Regions from separate parts of the Hordeum vulgare genome. Here region 2 is linked to region 1. Evidence: chromatin contacts called from public Hi-C data. All regions are on one chromosome and are shown on one strand. The core of a region is the stretch at or near the end of the contact, and the rest is flanking DNA. Distances in the headings are between cores, read along the strand shown.

Region 1 (6,257 bases), core at 2,291-4,790:
GTGTTACACACTCCAACGCCCCGTGTAATGCACGGGTGCGGGCGCCGCAACCGCGTCGTGGTCGACATCGACTCCTCGCAGGAAGGATCTGTCATCGACCTGACGTCCATCGGCACCGTCCGCGTCATGGGCTCCGACGAGGAAGAGTAGGGCATGGGAGACGACGAGAGCTCGAGTCCCGTGAGCCGGCTAGTGTCCCATGTCCTACTCTACCTCGTCGGCGACTAGACTGACACTGTGAGGGGTGCAGTCGGCCGTCGAATATGGACACGACGGAGCCGGACAAGCTCCATTTAGTATTAGGTTTACGTTGCATGTAATAATATGAATTTGAGTTTTCTAATTTGAGGTGTTCACGTGTAGAATGCAGTATTTGAGGTGTGACCGGCCAGTGTTCGCGGGCGCGTCCGAACACATTCACGGGCGTTTGAGGGACCATATTTACAAGTTACGGCTATAGATGCTATCGATGCACGTTTAATATACCGCTCTCATATCACACATACTTTACTAGATGACCAGTGCCGCCGGTGGGTCTAGAGGAAAGTAGTAGGAGTACCAAATATACTTTACTGAAGTATTAAGAGTAATTTCAACGAGGCGACCTAAATGGACATGCGTTTTGTTCGTGTTTTGTTCGTTTGAATCAACATGTGTGCCTCGGTTTTTTTTGGGTCGACCATGCACCCAATGTGTTAACCCATTTTTCACCCGCGCGACAAGCTTGTGATCATTTTTAATCATTTTGTCACATATTTATAAAATTTGATCCTAGATTAACAAAGTTTAATAAAAATAGAAAATATTACATAGTTCAAGAACCACGTAAATATCTCGTAGTTTACAAACCAAATTTATATTTAATACGTTTCGAAAAAAAGTTGTCGATGCATGTATTGGTTGAACATGAAGCCACATATGCATAATCACTGTTCAAGACATCGATAACTGGTAGCTGCTCGGTCGGCTTGGGAGTAGCGATTAATCGGTGAACCAACATCTTAATCGGATTAATCAGTTGATCATTAATCGATAGATTTAATAGAAACTTGCCAACATATATCTTGTTTTTATGTATTATACCATACTCTCACGCTCTCGACTATGTACTATACCAAAATATTCTACCATTTGGTTGATCCTGAGCTATTGAGGAGCGAGAGGGGGATGGGAGGGGTTAGGGAATAATGGGCTTTGTTTGCACAAAAGTTAATGGGTAGGCAGCGATTAATCGGTCTTACAGATCAACTAATCGGTCTAACAAGTTAACACGATGAATAGGTGTTATTCATTTTGATCACCCAATGAGTAGCGATTAACTGGCATAGTAAGTGATTAATTGGACGAATTCTTGAAAAGTGTACACAATGAAATCATTGTACAACTGCATGTGAGTTTTTCAATCATACATATCATGATGAAATTTGGTGAACTGTGCAAACGTTGCCGCTCCTCCATGTTAAGGCACAACATTGTCACCCTGAAACTGAGACCCATGATCATATAGATGTTTTGGACGCTCATCCTCTATGATCATATTTTGCATGATCACACAAGCTGTCATCACCCCTCGTAACTTTTTGATGCTCCAAGTTCTATCAGGATACCGAGCGATGCCCCATTGAGATTGAAGAACGCCAAAGGCATACTCTACAACCTTTCTACCACTCTCTTGCTCTTGGAAAAATCTCCTTCTCTTCTCTCCTACACGGTTGTTAATTGTCTTGACAATGATAAGAGTAGTCCACTATGGATAGATACTGTCAGCTATATAGTATCAATTGTTGTATCGGTGGTCATTGATCTCAACATTAACCTCCGGAAAATTGCATTCTTCCATCCTAGCAAACACCGGAGAGCGTTGGAGCACATTGATATCGTTGTGATATCTGGCCATTTCAAAGAAAGAGTGTTAAATCCAGTGATCTTGGGAAGCAACGACCACAAATATGACAGTGCAAGCTCAGACATGGCCCTTATACTGGCCTTGCCAAGCAGAGGACATTTTTTTCACTTCCAGTACATACAATCTATGCTATGAAGCATCACCGGGAACCCCTTGCTAGCATTCATCGCCATCAACCGTGCTGTATCAGCAAGAGTTGTCTCTCTCAAGTACTCTGGCTCAAACACAACTATGCCAGCCTTGCAAAACCTATACATGGACTTCAAGCATGTGGACTCACTCATCCGGACATACCCATTAATGAAATCACCGGGAACTCCGTATACAAGCATCCGAATGACAGCAGTGCATTTCTGATAAGAAGAGAAGTCAATCTTTCCAAGGGCATCCGTCTTGCACTCGAAATAGTTATCGTACCCCACCACCCCTTCCGAATACTGTTGAACACATGTCTAGCCATACAGAAACGGCGTCGGAACATGTGATGTTTAAAGAGCGGATTTGGGGTCTTGAAGTAGTCGTTCCAAAGTAGGAAATGACCACTCTCCCTGTTACGATTGAGTGTCGACGTGTGCCCTGGTATCGTGCCCCTAAACTGCGGACGCTTCATACTTAGGTGGTTGTGGACAACCAACGCAGCTACGACGACCTCCCCATCATCAGATGAAGAATCATCTGAATCACACAGAGTGTTATAGAAAAAAAATCATTATCAGAGTCCATTTATACCTTACGGGCAAATCGTCGAACATCTTACGGGTGTCGTGGAAGAAGCCGACCAATGAAGAACCTTGCGCTCCACCACAAGGTAGCGGAGCTGGGCGATGACAACAGAAGATGAAGCCGTCAGGAGGGTGACCTATCTATGGACAGATGGTTGCTAGTGTCGATGAAAGTGGACGGCGACGGTGGAATGTGAGACGGACGAGTGAGTTGAAGACGAAGGGAGAAAAAGGAGACTAACCGATGTGCCATCGATGATCGGGCCACGGAGAAGAAAAGGGTGGACGTCGGAGATGTCTATCCTATGTTCGCGTCGATGTAAATACGATCCAAATTTAAGTCTGAAACGAATCGCGTACAGAGAAAAAGATCATGTGTTCGTTTGAATCGTTGTTTGGCCGAATTTTATGTCTGCGACAATTAAAACGAACACGCGTGAATGATATGATTCGCCCCATTAATGTCGCTCTAAGTAATTTCAGAACACGGATTCAGCAAGCAAAGTGGCTCGTTTTCACAGCGTTGCGTACAGAGACCAACCTAGGCGTGCACCTGAAGACCTGGTATTTTTCCACGCTCCAGTCCTGCGGTACTTACCACGAGGAGACCATATTTTAATTACCTACTGCCGCAGCAACCAACCATACCAAAACGTGCCGCTGTTCATCTTTGACTCCGGACAAGCCGACTGCAGAGTGCAGAGTCCACACATGTCAAAACTAAACATAGTCCCCCTCAAAAAAAAAAAAAAAAAAAAAAAAACTAAACATAGTCGTAGCCACAAGTAAACGACAACGCCAGTCCGGACCCGTCCATCGATCTGGCCACTTTTGCTTGCGTGAAGCGATACGTTTGGCGCGGATCGACCAGGGACTTCCGGCACTCATCACCTCTCTCAGAAACATACTCGTGCAACGGTGGCACAAGGGGGAATTCTTGATGGCGGCAGGTGGTTACGTCCTTGCTTGGCACTTGGGCACTTTTAATACCAGCCGCACTATTAGAAACGTACAACAGGTCAGGTCCAGACCCCGTTCTAGAGAACTGAACCATAACCAACCTCACATCTCATGTGACCTGCACTTGTTATGGTACCGTCTTCCGTCTAAAATGTTTCAGGCTCAAGTGCTGAGACAACAAAGTCACCCAGAAGCTCCATGATTTCCACCTTGGATGTGAAGCTTTGGCCTTCTGTCACACATCACAATGTGACGGTAAGACGTTCAGAGATGGACCAATCGCGTCTCTGTAACAGGTGTCTGAGATACCGAGGCACAGATCTCTCGGCATCAGTCTCCTTCACCTGTCAATCTCCCTCTACGTGAGAAAGGAAAATAAATGACTTCCTTTTCTGAGGCTCGTGCGTTCAGGAGGCCGCGTGGTCGTAGACTCACGGCCGTTCTTTTCCTGCTTTTAGTCGTGCCGTGATACAGTAAAAACTGGTCCTTGCCGCGCCTGATGCTTGGCCTGGGAAGAGCCACATGTGTGGCGGCTGATCAAGGCTGAGCCCAGCTGAGCTATCCGTGCTGCCCAGAAGGTGGCAAATAGTGATTGATGCTGCCATTGGCACGAGAAGGAGGCATCTAGGAGTAGTGACTAAGCGGTGAAAGGCGATCGTGACCGTGCACGCAGCTAAGAGCAACAAACGTCATTTTGTTCGTTTGGCTCGACCCAGCATATACCAATGTCCGCTTCATCGTTTGAATCGAAGCAAGCGGCCATCGCTTGCCCGACCCATTTTTATCAACGTGTAAAAATATATTTAAAATATTTGCAAAAATAATAAATATGTGTAATTAAACATAAAAAGCCAGCCACGAAGGCCTGCGAAAGTCCACGCGTCCGCATTACATTAATTAAAAGAGAGTAAAACTACGAGGCAGCCCTAGGCGGCGGCGGCGATCCGTGAGGTCGACCAGCGTAGGCGCAGGGCCAGCCCAAGGAAACGCCGTGTTCCAGAGAGCAGCTGCCTGCTCCTCCGTAGTCTGTCCCGCCGACGCGGGCTGTGCTGGTGGCGGTGGCAGCACAGCAGCACGGGGGCGCTCCTCCTCCTTCATCTTCCATCGTTCCTCCTCCGCCTCCTTCTCCAGCTCCATCAGCCGAAGGCCTTCAGCGCGCTCCGCCTGCAAGTATGCCGTCCTCCAGTGCTCGAGGTAGGCTTGCTCCTGCTGTGGTGTCGCGCCTAGCCAGATGGGCGGCGCACTCGCAAACTCGCGGATGCAGCTGGTCCACTGGTAGACCTCCCACGGCTCTGTGGGCTCGGGCTTCGGCGGAGGTGGCACGACACAGTCCCCGGCGGCCGACAACGCGATAGCCTCCGCGAGCTGTTGCTGGTACGCCGCCTCCTCACTACTAGGGAAAACCCTAGGAGTCGTGCGGGTTTTTGAACTATCAGTAGCGCGGGTGTCCGCGCTACTGCTACGGCGCTACATCTAACCGTTTGCCCAGCGCTACTGCTAAAGTTTAGAAGTAGCGGCCCTTAGACATCGCTACTGCTAAGTGAGTTATCAGTGTCGTGCTTTTCTAACCCACGCCACTAGTAAACGCACATATATATATATATATATATATAATATTTACACACGGTTACACATATTAATATACAACATCAATAATTATTGTGCCAGCAACTACATTTAGATTAAAGTGGATGGATGCAAGTGATCAAGTTGAATTAGAGGAAATATGATGTTGCGATCAAGTTGAATTAGAGGAAATATGATGTTGCGATCGCAACATCATATTTCCTCTAATTCAACTTGATCACTTGCATCCATCCACTTTAATCAAATATTAAGGACAGTAAAACTGAGTCTAAACCAAGTCCTCTCAGCGATCATCGTTTTTACCGTCCATTTTCATGATCTGAACATTACTGGTCGTTGGATCTCCTGTTTAAAGCGATATGTCCCACATCTAGGAATAACTGGACTGACTGTCCGGTGGGCTGCTGCTCCACAGGCCGAAATGGATCCCTACAGTTAACTAGGCTGTAGGCCAGCCCATTACAGCCCAGGCGTCTCGGTGAAGGAGATCCACTCGTCCAGTTCGCTAAAGAGGTCCATCGACTAGGGTTACATAGCTAGGATCGACCGGTGAGTGTTCAGTCCCGATGCGTGGAGTCGATTGGATCGACCGGAGGTGCGGGATCGAAGCATGGCGCCCATGCGCTTCGGTGAAGGAGGCCCGGTGGTTCCTCACATGGCGACCAACGCGGTTGGGCGGATGGTCTCGTTGGGCGACGCCACCATGCGGTCACCGGGCAGCGGACCGTCCCATGTCGATTCGCCTTCAATTGTCAGCGAGAATCAGTTCTTAGTTGCAGCGGACCATTAACTGCAATCGATGAGGCGCACTCACTGGTGGCCAATTACTGGGGGTCAGTTACAAATACAATTCAATTGCGTCCATTTAGTCTCCATTTTTCAGCTTCGCTTTCCACATTGCCCTCAATCCGTCATTACTTGCGCAAATATTTTGCCGGCAACCATGGTTGAGACTAATGTCGATAATTAGTCCCTCCGCCCTTCTACAAGTGTGTTCCCTTGTTGGTACCTACACCCTCCCCAAAATTATGCATGGCTTTTTTTCAATCGATGTTGTTCTATGTGCTCCCAAATGAATGCAG
Region 2 (6,533 bases), core at 1,114-3,613, 490 kb after region 1:
ATACTCAATGTTGTTTTGCCTATTATACGCACATTGAAAATGAGTCGCCGCTAAAGTTTCAATCATATATATACATATATCTATATTTATGAAGACGGATGGATAGATAGAGTGACGCGCTATGGATCAGTTTTTTTTACGCTTAAAATAAAGTCGTCTCCTTTTCAGTTTTTTCCATAAGCCATCTATCTCATTCAATGTGGGTTCTGAATTAGCTATGACATATCCAATTAAAAGCCTCAACTGATTTATGAAGCGATTTATTTTTTAAGTTGGAAAGAGACAGCTTATTTTTTAAGCCGCATAAAAAAACTGGGCCAATTTTTGCATTGATGCATGTAGTATGATCAATACCAGGATAGAAAGTACAGCTTCATTAGAACCAATTCATTCAAAATATTCATTCAATGGCTCATAGATAAACTGGACACTCACAACTAGCACAAAATTTAAGCTAAAAGTTGACACTTGCAAATATTTTAACGCAATGCATGAAATGATATGTGTCATTTGCCGTAATACAACATACATTGTGTCTGTATTTAAGATGTGATCAAATATTTTAACATGTTGCACATCTTTTATTGCTAGTATACTGAAACCAGTGGCATATACTTATCATGTTTTTGGCTCAATAATGTTAGTATGTACTATCATTTATTCGCTTTGATGTGGTCAATTAAAAAGATACAGTGAAATACATATGTGGATGGTATTTTTGTGCAGGACTCCAACCCTAACCATCAAATCTCATGTAAATGCTAAATGCATATGTATATGTGCTAGACAGGATTTTCTTTTTTCGGATACAAACAGCCCGTGACTGTTCTCCACTTCAACTCACTGCCCCATATACATTTCTAAAAACGCATTTCCATGTGAAAATAAATGCCATCCTGCCCATACATATACATTAACTTAAGCAGGGAAAAATAATAATCGAGGTGGTTAACTTAATTAATCGGTCAGATTTTTTTGCCTAATCATTAAAAGGGGCCACATGGCCATTTATTACCTGGAAAGGGAGGGATTAACCCACAACATGCCAATGCATGGCCATTTTTATACTCCTCCGCCTTCTCCGCGCACAGGCGTATTCTCCAGCCGAAACGCATGACGCGTGGGTCAAGCAAAGTTACGGGCCCGCAGCTCAGTGGCGTCTGCGCGCGGTGCACCGCGTCGGTGTTGCCTGGGCGGGTGGTGATGGGGGGGTCCGCGTTAATCGCCGGGGCACGTTCTGCGCCTCTTTCGCTCTCCGCGCGGGCCCACGGCACAGCTGTTATAATGTGGTCTTGTCTGCTCCTTCTCTCACTCCTCGTCCTAGTACCTTTTCTTTTCTTTTCTCTCTCTCCCCCGTTTCTCCTAACTAATTTTGTTCTCTCATGCATACAGCTTTTTCTTTGGCTTTTGAGGCCAAATTTATGTTTTTTTGTCAATACCAAATTTACGTTTCTTTTGTAAAAAATACCACTGCAGAAAAGAGAAGAAAAACTCACTGTAATGAATTGTTTCACTGCAACAGTCGCTTCTAACCCTCAAAATTAGGTGCATCGAAAAGTTGTGATAACAGAGGCTGTACTAGCTAGGAGGAATACGAGTGTAAAGTTACTGGTAGCTAAGAAAGGTTAATCCGATGGATAATACTGTATATGACTAAGATATATTGTATGGGAGAAATGACTAAGATGACCACAGAATCCAACATATTCCTCCATGGGGATTGAGGTAGGGGGAGTTTTGTAGATGGGTATTTGTGCTCCCCTCCCTTTCATCACAAGCCTCTCTCTCTCCTCTCCTCTCATCTCCTCTCCATGCCGCTCACATGTTTCTCTCTCTACCATACCATTGCCCGGCACTCCTCTCCCTCTCCTCCGTCCTTTGGGTTTTTAACTAGCTGTAGGGGCATTAGTCAGGGAGGGAGGTAAAGCCACCCTGACAGCGCAGCATCCCGTTTGTTTTATCTCCCGCATCATCCCCCTCATCATCGTCTGCACACAACAAACAGCCATCTCTCCTTGCACTCAACATTTCACTCCTCAACACCCCTCTCTCTCTCTCTCTCTCTCTCTCTCTCTCTCTCTTTCCTTCACAGCTATCATATTCTCGTCCCCTCTCTCTCCTCCATCCACCCTATTATTTATTGCAGGCTTACTGAAGGTATCTTATTTCTTTTTTCCTCTCCGTCTTCTTTCTTCCTCCTCCCCTCCCCTCTCCCTTGCAGGGCTAGTATTTTTCTTGTGCCAGGCTTCCTGTACTAGCGCTCCTCTATTCCTCTTCTTCATCTTCATCCCTCACCTGCCTACCACCTCATCTCTGTTCCTTTCCCTTTTTCCCCACTCCTTCTCTCTCTCTCTCTCTCTCTCTCTCTCTCTGTGCTCTTTCTGCTTGTCCTGGCCTCCCATCTTTTTCACCTCTCTCTCTCTCTCTCTCTCTCTCTCTCTCTCTCTCTCTCTCATGTACTGATCATTCAGTCGCCTCCATTCCCTATGCGCCTGTGGTAAAGCTCGGTCGGCGACGTGCACCCAGTGTGTACTAGCATGCAGCAGCAGCAGCAGCAGGGTGGAGGCCCGGGCCAGCAGTTCGGCTTGCATCCCCCAGAGATGCCGCCATTCTCGCCGTCTAGGAGCACCGGCCAGCAGCGGATCTCCATGGCCGAGGCGCCCTCGCCCATCAGCAGCCGCCCGCCGGCGCCAGGGCCGCCGCAGCAGCAGCAACAGCTCAACAACGAGCTAGCAGGTGCCGGCGCTGTGGGCTTCGACGAAGAGGCACTCGCCGCGGCAGCGGCCGGCGAGGAAGGCTTGGGCGGCGGCGCTGGAGGAAACCGGTGGCCGCGGCAGGAGACCCTGGCGCTGCTCAAGATCCGGTCGGACATGGACGCCGCGTTCCGGGACGCCACCTTCAAGGGCCCACTCTGGGAAGAGGTCTCCAGGTAAATTACAGCCCACTAATTGACCTCTGCCAGGCAATTGCGCGCGCCGTCGCCGGCGTCGCCGTCCGTCGAGGCCGGAAATTGCCGTCGGCGTAATGCCGCATGAAATCTCGGCGCCGGCGTGGTGTGATTCCCGTCAGCCGCGGCTGTTCAATTACCCGCTAAAAAACACTTCTTTTTTACACTTTTGCCTTAACTATCCTTCACGAGCACAGTGACTTTTTTCCATTTTAAAATCATATCGCTCTCCTTCCCCACCTTTCCCTGATTTTTTTTGTCCAACCATCCCTTCGACATGAGAGGTACTACTCCGGTAAGCTTCAGATCCGGGGGGCATCTATCCCGGAGACGCTGTCTTTTACTCTGGCCCTCTGAATTTCTGCACACAAAAGTTGGATTTTTATTCCCGATTTAATTTACTTTGCATTCTTCTTGGGATTTGCCATTCTTGCTAGTGCTGCATGTATGCATATGCCTTTCTAGTATATCTTTTGCATTTGGGTGCCCAAATCGAGTAAAATTCTACTAGTACATGCATGCAGCTTTTGTGTGAGGGTTACGGTTTACTTGCATGATGTGTGAGTTCGTATGTGTGCAATTGTGGTTGTAGAGTAGAGCTCCATTGACGAGGTTTTTTTCGCTTTGTGCCGCTGATGCTCATGATGATTGGTGTTGGTGGTGGTTGGCAGGAAGCTGGCCGAGGAGGGGTACAGGCGGAACGCCAAGAAGTGCAAGGAGAAGTTCGAGAACGTTCACAAGTACTACAAGCGCACCAAGGACAGCCGCGCCGGCCGCAACGACGGCAAAGCTTACCGCTTCTTCCGACAGCTCGAGGCGCTGCACGGCACGCCCGGAGCGACGCCGGCTCCGATGGCGTCGGCCCCGCCGCCGGCCACAGCCGTTGGAGTACCTGGGGTGGTGGGCCCCACAGCCGTACGGCCCCTCGCCGAGCCCCCGCCTCTTGGTGCCTCGGCCGCCGCTACGGCAGGCCTGCCGACGCCGGTGGTAGTGGGCAACATGAGCTTCTCAACGTCCAACACGGAGGAGTACTCGGACGAGGACGACTCTTCCGACGACGAGGGCACGGACGACATGGGTGGCGGCGCCGACGAGCGAGGGAAGAGGAAGAGGACGTCGGAGGGTGGCGCCGCGGCCGCTACTGGCGGCGAGGCCGGGAGCGGGAAGATGATGAGGTTCTTCGAGGGGCTGATGAAGCAGGTGATGGAGCGTCAGGAGGCGATGCAGCAGCGATTCCTGGAGGCCATCGAGAAGCGGGAGCAGGACCGCATGATCCGCGAGGAGGCGTGGCGGAGGCAGGAGATGGCGCGCCTCGCGCGCGAGCAGGAGATCCTCGCGCAGGAGCGCGCCATGGCTGCTACCCGCGACGCCGCCGTTCTCTCCTTCATACAGAAGATCACCGGGCAGACTATCCCCATGCCCTCCATCGCCGCGCAGGCCATCACATTCATGCCACCGCCACCACCATCGCAGCCTCACGCCTCACCCATAGCATACTCCGCCGCGCCAGTTCCTCCACCGCCGTCGTCTTCGCAGCCACCTGCCACGCACTCGCAGCCTCAACCCTCGCCACGGCAGCATAAGCCGCCAACAATGCCGCCCGTGACTCCGCAGCCGCACAAGTCGCCGGCTCCAGCGACGCCACAGCTACAGCAGCAAGCGCCGGCCGTGAATTCAAGCTGCATGGACATCGTCGTGACGCCATCCGAAGCGCCGCACGATTCGTCGGGGTACGACGGGTCCGGTGGCGGCAGCGGACCGGCATCGTCGCGGTGGCCCAAGACGGAGGTGCACGCGCTGATCCAACTCCGGAGCAACCTGGACATGAGGTACCAAGAGGCCGGGCCGAAGGGACCGCTCTGGGAAGAGATCTCCGCCGGCATGCGTCGGATGGGCTACAACCGGAGCTCCAAGCGGTGCAAGGAGAAGTGGGAGAACATCAACAAGTACTTCAAGAAGGTGAAGGAGAGCAACAAGAAGCGGCCCGAGGACTCCAAGACGTGCCCCTACTTCCACCAGCTCGAGGCGCTCTACCGCAACAAGGCGGCGCTCAGCTCCCCATCCGGCGCCGGCAGCCCACTGTCTTTGCCGCCGCCAGCAGAGCACGCCAATGCAGCTCCCCAGGACCGCATCGAGGCGTTCACCGTCGCGGCGCCGATCTCGCAGACGTCTCCACAGCAGCACGCCGTGGCACCTGTGGGGGTGGCCAAGACTGACGCCAGCAACGCCGGGAACGGCAACAGTAATGGCGGCAACGCGTCGGAAGGAGTCTCCGGGGGAGTGCAAAGGGTGGCGAGCAACGGCGGCAGCAGGTTCGTCTTCAGCGAAGCAGGCGGCAACAAGGCGGCGAAAAAGGTAATGTGCATTCTGGATGTGGCCGTAGCCAATTGGCACGTACATGTGGTACCCTGCTGTTCGTTTCTTCCGTGATCCAATGCTGATTGCATAACACTGCGCATTTAAAGCTAGAAGGCATTATGAAGGAGACGACGACGATGGAGCAGAGGCAGCCACAGCCGCAACCGCAACCGCAGCCGCAGCCGCAGGCGGCGCAGCAGGCGTTGCTCAACAGCTACAACCGTACGGGCGGCGGCGGCGCCGACAGCGATAACATGGACGAGGACGACGAGGACGAGGACGACTACGAGGATGAGGACGAGGAGGACGACCTCGACGGCAACAAAACGCAGTACAAGATCCAGTTCCAGGGGCAGCAACAACACCAGAATCAGCATCAACAGCACCACCACAACGTTGTCAGGCCGAACGCCACCTCGTCCAGCGGCGGCGGCAACCCGCCGGGTGCTGCTGCCGCTCCCAGCGCACCGGCGCCGGCAACGACGACAGCCGGATCTTTCCTGGGCATGGTCCAGTAGATCCATACACCACCCCGGTGACTAGCTCTCTCCCCATACCCCCATCAATCAATTCAATAGATGGCTTTCTACCTTCTCTTTCTCTCTTTCTTGTACCATTTGTATCTATCTACCTACCCCGTCGGCTCTTCCACCCCCGTCCATACTCCATACATCTCCGCATCTCAGAAACCTAAAACTCAAGAGCTCTCCTCCTCCACCAAGCTCCAGCACCCCTCATATGCATTGCATGCACGTAGCGACGACGGCATGTCCATGTCAGAATCATTCGCCTGCATGCATGCATATGCATGCGCGCGCATCGTCGTCGTCGACGTTGCTACTCCGATACACACCCTCCCTCTCCATGTCCCGTCCCAGATACTCCAAGCTAGCAGCTGCATCCGTTTCTTGATTCGTTGCTGTGTTAATTACAGTGTTACAGTGAAAAAAATGGTGGTCTGGTTATTTATTGATTTGTCGTGGTGATTAATAAGAACCCTTCTTGCCGGAGGGCTTCGCTGAGAGGTTAATTACTACTACATCGGGGTGGTAAAAAGACCCTGGTAATAAGATCGATCCAGCTCGCGCTCGGTTAAAATGAAGAGAAGAGCGTGTCCTTGTTACTTTCGTCGATTGGGCGCATGCGGCTACTGCTCTACAGTGTGGTACTGTACGTGCTGCAATGGAACGGTGAAAAATGAAAAAGGATCGATGGTACTCGCCTGCAG

Evidence for each region. A called contact is a pair of places that touch in the nucleus more often than the background predicts.
Region 2: a contact with region 1 is called in a Hi-C map of leaf, with 4 times the contacts expected there. The contact joins the promoter of LOC123434039 here to the enhancer-like site in region 1. A contact is called at or near these places in 3 of 6 Hi-C or Micro-C datasets (leaf and seedling) and 1 of 1 datasets of contacts at active chromatin or transcription factors (embryo).

What each region holds. Positions count from the first base shown.
Region 1 is chr1H:327,424,676-327,430,932 of MorexV3_pseudomolecules_assembly, forward strand. No RefSeq gene overlaps it. Among protein-coding and RNA genes, the nearest start is that of LOC123434023, 170 kb to the left of the region's middle. Within about 2 kb of position 3,541, at least 3 of the 3 cell types and tissues checked have open chromatin away from gene starts, as enhancers often do. A contact at or near this core is called in leaf and seedling, where this site is marked.
Region 2 is chr1H:327,911,435-327,917,967 of MorexV3_pseudomolecules_assembly, forward strand. It overlaps LOC123434039 (trihelix transcription factor GTL1-like), which reads left to right and starts at 2,364. Exons shown (of 3, transcript XM_045115489.1): 1 at 2,364-2,929; 2 at 3,619-5,302; 3 at 5,413-6,533. The coding sequence starts at 2,538. The coding sequence ends at 5,823. It overlaps LOC123434055 (a long non-coding RNA gene), which reads right to left and starts at 2,452. Exons shown (of 2, transcript XR_006625353.1): 1 at 2,412-2,452; 2 at 2,166-2,370.